Regions from separate parts of the Manis pentadactyla genome. Here region 2 is linked to region 1. The links are chromatin contacts, called in public Hi-C maps. All regions are on one chromosome and are shown on one strand. Each heading gives the region's core, a stretch centred on a gene start, on an enhancer-like site or on the middle of the called end of the contact. The rest is flanking DNA. Distances are from core to core; before and after follow the strand shown.

The links. Hi-C and Micro-C count contacts between places; a contact is called where the count stands out from the background.
Region 2: a contact with region 1 is called in a Hi-C map of blood, with 4 times the contacts expected there. The contact joins the promoter of SMIM29 here to the promoter of RPS10 in region 1. A contact is called at or near these places in 3 of 3 Hi-C or Micro-C datasets (blood, fibroblasts and skin fibroblasts).

Annotation. Positions count from the first base shown.
Region 1 is chr16:39,546,988-39,550,668 of mManPen7.hap1, reverse strand. RPS10 (ribosomal protein S10) reads right to left here and starts at 1,267. Exons shown (of 6, transcript XM_036887050.2): 1 at 1,117-1,267; 2 at 152-301. The coding sequence starts at 1,194.
Region 2 is chr16:39,721,658-39,725,680 of mManPen7.hap1, reverse strand. It overlaps SMIM29 (small integral membrane protein 29), which reads right to left and starts at 1,788. Exons shown (of 5, transcript XM_036887059.2): 1 at 1,229-1,788; 2 at 88-211. The coding sequence starts at 138.

The sequences.
Region 1 (3,681 bases), core at 18-2,517:
GCTAAACTATGTCGTAGGCAAGTTTCCAGTGTACAGTATCTCCCTCACAACCCTTCAAGGCAGCAATCAGCTCTGGCTGTCCTGACCTCTCCTTGTGCATTTAGTGGAAAATCTCTCCATCTGTATCCCAGTCCAGCAGCCCCCTGGCTACCTGCATAGCCTTCATGACGTGCAGATTGGGCACATTCTTGTCTGCCAGTTCAGGGTGCTTAGGCATGTGGACATCTTTCTTGGCCACCATCACTCCCTCCTTAAAAAGGAGTTCATAGATGGCAATCCGGTTCTTCTTGGGCATCAACATCTGTAAGGAGAAAGCAGTTCATCAAGAACATGTTTGAGCAATGTGGCCAGGGTCCACTAACCAAGTTCTTGACCCCATGACAACCACATAAAAATCACTGTCCAATAGATTGAAATCTCAAAAACGGAGGAGAAACCACGCAGGAAGGACGAATTTAGACTGCAAAAGTGAAACCCACCACCTACCAGCCGCCCTCCTCCACCTCCCAAATAACCCTTCAGATAAGAACACAGTTGCCTGGGACCTTAAAACAAAACGGGAGTAGGGCTACACATTCGCTCCAGATTTTCACTCACAACCACAGAAGTACAAACGAGAGCAAACTCTATCCTGAGAGTATTTGAGTACCATTAGCAATAGTACCTAGTGTGGAGTGACGCTACTGTATTTTCAGGTATGCAAGGAGGGTCCAAAACAGGAAGGCCCTCGATTCATGACAGGTCGCTGACCTCCTACACACCCTCATCTTCTACCACTCTCCCCAGCAACTAGAGCTCCAGGTCTAGGTAAGCAGGCAGCCCGAGGCCGAGGCGAGCTCTGCCAACAGGGCGCAGTCTCCCCAAGCTCGCTGGGATAGTCTCCTTCATGCAAGGGCTTCATCCTCCTCTCCGCGGCTCTCGGCCATCGAAACGCCCATCTCCGCCTACCAGCGCCCCACTATTCCCCGAGGTGCGCCGACCCCTTTCACTACTCAGAAATGGGCTCTCAGGGAGAAGTAGAGCGCCCTCCACCCCGACCCCGGGGAAGAGCGACACCCACGGCCGTAGGAAGTCCAGGATGGAGGCCGATGGAACCGGGACTTCAGGGAAACTTACTTCAGCAGCCGCTGCGTCCGGGACCGAGGCTGGAAAGGAAAGGGCATGCGCGGCGCTGCGTCTCTTCCGGGCTGGCATTCCCCGCCCCCACGCCAGGACCCGCGCGCTGCCTGGGGTGGCCTGGGTGGTGCCTGAGGGACTGGCGGCTCCAGCAGCCGCGAATCCTGACCGCTGTAAGCTTGCACGCTCGTAGAAACCGTAGCTGGGAGATTTTGAGCCGGGGGGTTTTGCCAGAAAATGGTCACTTTTATGCTTTTGCAGGCCCTTTAAAACACGCTATTGCTCTATTTCCCACCGATTTTAAGTTATTGTTATGCAAGTAATATATACTCTGAGTCGAGAGGGGGACGGAGGACGGAGACAACATACAAAATAGTAATAATCACAATAATGAAAGAATTAAAACAATTCAGTCAACAAAGATAATCGCTGTTAACATTTTAGTATATATTTTTCCAAATTCATACCACCAAGCATTTTTTTTTAAAACAAAAATAAGATGTTTTGTATATGTTACATACGATGTTTGGTAACCGTTTTTTTCCCCACTTACCAATACATCATGAATCTCTTTTCATGGTAAATAATACCTACAATTGTAATGACTACGTAGCAGTCCACTGATGGATAGTTTAGTCAACACTGTGATTGTATATATATATTTAAAATCCTTCGCTATTACAAGTAATAATGCCACACATATAAATGTACCTCTGCCCAATATGGATAAATTTCTGGAAATGTAATTTTTATTTATTTTTATTTTCAAATTATTTGGTATGTTAGCATTGTTATTTATTTTTTATGTTTCATCATTGATTTTATGCCTATTCTGAAGACATAAAGCTAAATATATTACTATATTTAAATGACTGGTTTCTGTCTCCCATTGTCAATGAATATAGTATATGGTTTCACTTTGAAATAGCATTGCATAGTCCTAGAGATGGAAATGTAATTGTTGAGTAACAAACAACACATTTTTAGGTTTTTGACTTCCAAGAAGGTATAATCAGTTTCATTTTAGTCAACACTTAGTAACAAGGTTCACTTCCCCATTAGCCCTGCTGAGATTGGATAGTATTATTCTTACTCATTTTTGATAGATAAGAAATATTAACCTCATTGTCCTATTAATTTGCTTTACTTGATTACTTCTGTAAACTTTTTAAAAATCTTTCCTTTTTAGGCATCTGTGTTCCTTCTATAAATTGTTCGTTTTCATTGCCCGTTTCCCTATTGAGAGTTTTTTTCCACACTTACTTGAAATCACTTTTTACAGATTAAAGCTACGGTCTGTTACATATTTTTCAAGAATTTTCATTTCTTGAAAATTTCAGCTTTTTGTCTTGATTTTCATGGTATTTTGAAATAAGAGTTTCACATTCCCTTACATCCAAATCTTTATGGCTTCAGACTCAATGCAATGCTTAAAAAGTCACTCTACATCTCAAGATTATATAAAAATTCACCTATAGTTTCTTCAAGTATTTTTCGTGGTTTCATTGCTTAAAAATAAGTATTTGTCAGCTTTGCAGGATGGAAAGAATTCTGGATTTTGGTTGCATGACAATGTGAATTACTTAACACTGCTGAACTGTACACTTAAAAATGGTGAAGATAGTAAATGTTACATTATGTATATTTTACCACAACTTAAAAAAAGTAAGCATTCATAACAAATTTTTAAAAAGACAGTTGAACATATGGGCAAGGAACAATATAATCTAAAGATTGGTCACACAGACTTAAAAAATACAATAAAACTTCTAGAAGTGAGAACTAAGATGACTGAAGTTTAAAACTTAAAGAGAAAAACAGTGAAATGCAAGATAGAAGTGAAAAAAAAAATCACAATGCAGTCCAGAGTACGAGTTGGGATATTTGAAAGAAAGGATAAGAGGTATGAAGCACAGAATGAGAAAGTCTAATATATGTCTTGGTGAAGTCTCATAAGAGAATAATAGAGAATGTAGGAAAGAGATACTATCAGAATATTTTCCAAAATAATTGGAAGACAACACACTTCAGATTTGTTGAGCTCATTAAATTCTAATTTGGGTAAATAAAAACAGATCCATGCCTAAACATGTCATAATGAAGTTGTAGCACATTAAAAACAGATCTTAAAAGCAGCTAGCAGAATAAAACAGGTGTGACTGATCACCTGCCTGCAGCAATGTTGGAATGGAGTCCACTGAAAGATAGTCTTCCAGGTCCCATCCCTTATAGTAGCTACAGAGATCCCTCTGCAATATCAGACCAAGTCATTCCCCTGCTTTAAATCCTCCAGTGCCTCCTCTTTAATAAAAACTTACAAAAATATTCAGTTTTTATGTGACTTAGTCTTTTGTGTTTAAATCTCTTATTCTCCTAGAATGTTTTGTGATGTAAAATTTTCCCCAGTGTTAGCTGGTATCTCAATACCATTTCCTCAATAAGCTATTCTTCTATTTATCTGAAATACCACTAAATTGTTTATGAGATATGAATTCAGTTTTTCAGTTTTAGATTTTGTTGCATTTGTGTTTATGAGACACACGAGTGAAAATTCCCAGTTACGAT
Region 2 (4,023 bases), core at 539-3,038, 170 kb before region 1:
TGTGAGTGTGTATGTGGGGCTCCTTACCACAGCCACCACTGCCCCGACCAGAGTGATGAGGAGGAAAGGCCCCAACACATAGCCCACCATGGAGTCACTGTTGGCTTGGGGGGCACTGGGCACTGTGGTGTTACTCATGACATCGGCCGCTGGAGAGCCAGGTAGTCAGCATGGGCAGCGGTGCCTCGGGAGGGCGCCTCCACTGGGCTCCCTGGGGAGAAGAGAAATTGCTGATTTTACCCAGGGTGACATCCAGCTTCTGTGTCACACCCAAAGGCTGGTGATGTATGGAAACTTAAGACACCGGAACAGGGATCTTCCATGACAACGTGCTGGGTTTAAGCCTCCAGTGACTCTCAGCAAATAATGTAAAGGGCACTGTGGGGAGGCTCAGACCCAGGGCCTGAGTCTTGCCCAGCTCCTATCCCCAGATCAGTGTGGGGCCCAGCTCCGCTGCTGGCCAAACATTTGCAGATCTCAACTCCTGGAAACAGGTTAGGTGCAGGTTTCTAGCTCCTACCCAACTTCTTGGGGCACTGTGCTGCCTGAGGTAAAAATACGCGGGTCCTGCACTGTGGCCTAGGTGAGGTAGGAGCATTTGGAGGAGTCAGCCCCAGTTCTGGTACGATCTCCACACTTCAGGCTATAAGCCCTATGCCCTCCTTGTCCCTGGTGTCGTCCCTGGTGTCACTGCAGATATGTAGCCTGGTCACCCTCTCCCCCATTGGCCTCGTGCCAAGGTACACAAGTGGGCAGGGCTGTATTGTATCGAGGTGATGTCACCTTCTGATCGCCACCCGGGGCTCCGCCCAGGTCCCTCCCCTCCTGGCTTCGGCTGACAGGCGAAGATGGAGAAAGTCAGTTCCCATCGACAGATGTAAGGAGATTGTCCACTGGCGGCTGCATGCAGATCCAAGGTCCCTGACCTAGTTCGCCCGGGTCTCCATCAGAGGGCAAAATATGAGCTCCTGTCCCGGTGTCCGTGGTGGCACCGGGCTTGGCTAGTCACATGCAAAGCGCCCCACGGTCTAGGGGACATGCCCAGACTGTCAAGCCGCTCCTAGGATGCGGACCAGCAACAGCGAGCGGGACGTAGTTCCCACGGTGCTGTGAGGCTCGGGTCGCGGGAAGGGACCTTGGGGGGGCCCAGGCATCTTGGAATCCCGGCACCCCGAGGCGTGGACCCGTGCAGGCACTCCGCAGCCCATCCGACCCGGCCATGCCTTACCTCCCGCCGCTGCAGCCGGAGCAGGAACGCCCTCCGTTGGCTCCCGGGCCCCGGAAGAGCCAGCAGGCGCGTGATCAAAGGACCCGGGGAGATGGGCGGGGCCTCAGCGCTCGGGTGCAGCCAATCCAGTGGTGGAAGGCGGCCTGCCCGGAGACTTCTCGAGTTGCAAATCTGGAGGCGGGCGGTGCGGAGGCAGGGACGGCCCGGGTTGCAAGGTCTATTTAGAGACGGCAGGGGGCAGCAGAGGGCTGCGCAGCGGAGGAAGGAGAGCGCGCAGGGAGGCGGGGCGCGCGCGGCTTCCCAGCGTCCCCCAGGGCTCAGATTGCGGGAACCGGCCCGGCGTTGTCCTCTTTTGCCCATAAGGTTGGAACCCAGGTAAAGGGCCAAGCCATGACGTAACATTTAGCCCTGGTATGTGGCAACTGGCCGTCCCAGCCTCCACGGCAGGATCCGGCCTCCGGCCCACAGGATTCCACTCCAAGCCTCCTAGCGCAGATTGGCCTTCTGGGCTGTGCTCAGAGAGTAGAGTAGGCAGACTGGGTTAGCTCCTGCCCAGCCATTGGACCACCTGCCCACCAGCCCACCAGCCCATCCACCTTCTCTGCGCCTCAGTATTTAACGCCTGTAAAACAGGCTGCTGTGAAGATTAAATGATTACATGGATAAGGAGCTTAGCACACAGCATGCCCTGCATTAAAGTCCCCCTAGGTCACAGGTAACTTGCTAACTAGGTCCACACAAGTGGGTCGACGCTTTTGTGGTCTGATGAAATGTATCACACCTCCTGGAGAAACTGAGGTAAGAGTGGTGAGTTTACCAATGTCAGTATCCTGGTTGTGATACTATACTAGTTTTGCGCAAGTTAGCATTGGGTAAAGTAGGCAAAGTGTATAAGGAATCTTTATTATTTCTTATAATTGTATGTGAACCTACAATTACCTTGACTATGTGTGTGCTTATACATAGATGTGTATAGTTTTGTACCAGACCTTCCTCTGTGCAAAAATTATATGCAATTGGGAAAATTCCAGACTGGCAGGTGATGGAAGCCACCTTAGAATGTGAAGGTTGTGGCAGCTGAAGCAGGCTGAGGCCCTCCTGGGTCCTAGGGTGCTACTGGAGATACATGGATGACCTGGGTCACCTAATTCTTGCCAGAAGCAGCTAATGGCATGGACATGGTTGAGCCACGGGCTCTGGTCTGGCCTCGGTTTCCTCAGGTCTTTCCAGAGAAGGTTGGATGAGGGCAGGTCTACTGTAGATGACCCAGCTGGGAACCAGAGGGCAGGTGGAAACCCTGGCCTCTTGGCTTCAGACACCACCACTGACTGTCATCGGGAATCAGAGATAAAGAGAAAGGAATGGCTGAAAACTAGGCCTGGAGGCTCCAGGTCAATTTCTTATTTTCAGGCTTTGAAGTCTGGAGAGTAGGGAGACTGCTCATCCCAGGCTTGTATCAGAGTTGAGGGCAGAGGGAGGAGGCCACATCCCCTGCCTCATCTTGCAAGGAAGTGGGGATCAAGTGATAGGAGTTAGAACACAAGCCCCCTTGACTGTGTACACACCTGACTTCTGTCCCCAACTTCAGGGCTTCTGACCATGTTTTGAGGGCCTTCTAGGAGCCAGCCTAGTGGTCTCACTGGCTGGGCCAATGTGTGGGAAGTGCCAGAGTCTCAGTGCCAGAAACTCAGCATATTTTTACTTCCATCACTCTTAAGATAGAATACCATTCTGAGCTGGGCAGGGCAGGTAGGATGGCCCCAATTAACAAATGAGTCAGCTGAGGTCCTGAGCAGTGTGATGACTTCCCAAGGCCCTTTGTGTGATTAGCCAAGGAAGGCAGAATGGGAAGACACGTGGGCCCCTCTACCTGGACAGCTCTGTGCTGGCAGCAGCTCTAAGGCTGCATTTAAGCCGGGTGTGTTCCTGTAAGGACACTTCAGTTTCCATGAGGGCATCCCGAAGCCCAGCCAGGGAACATTCCAGCCCTCTTCGTACCACTGCCACCCCAGGAAGGAGAGAGATAGGGCAGGGCTGAGGCTGGCTGCACTGTGACACTCTGGTCAAGTTTTGACTGTCCCCTTATCCATGCTTCTATGGTTAAGTGCCTGGGCTTATGTATCTACCTCTACTAATGCCTTGCTCATCCTTATGTCACCCTGCTCTGGCCCACCAAACAAATCATAAAAGCCACACTTGAATAGATCAAATTGTTGACAAGTAATGTAAATTCATTCCAGAACAAAGCTCAAGAGGATTTTGTAGGAATGCCAAAATATCCAGCCTCAACAAGGTTACATTCAGATTGAGTGGCATCCATTAAAAAATGTATCCATAAAAAATAGGCAGGCAAAGAGACAGGAAAACACAACCTATAGAGGAAATAATCAATTGAAATTTGATCCTGAAATGACACAGATGTTAGATCTAAGGAGGACATTAAAAGTTATAACCACCATGTGCTCAAAAAGTTGAGAGACAAGGAAGATACAAAAAAAAACATCCCAAATTGAATTTCTAGAGATGAAAACTATAGTATCTGAGGAGAAAAATACACTGGATGAGATTAATTGCAGCTTAGATATTGCAGGAAAAAAAAAAGTGAACATGAAGGCATAGCAATAGAAACTATTCAAAATGAAATAAAGAAACTAGATTTTTTTTTTTTGTAATTACAAGAGCATCATTGATCTGTGGGATAATTTCAAGTGGCTTAATTTATGGGTAATTAGAGGCCCAGATGGAGAGGAAAGAAGGAGGGGACAAAATATTTGAATAGTAATGGCCAACAGCTT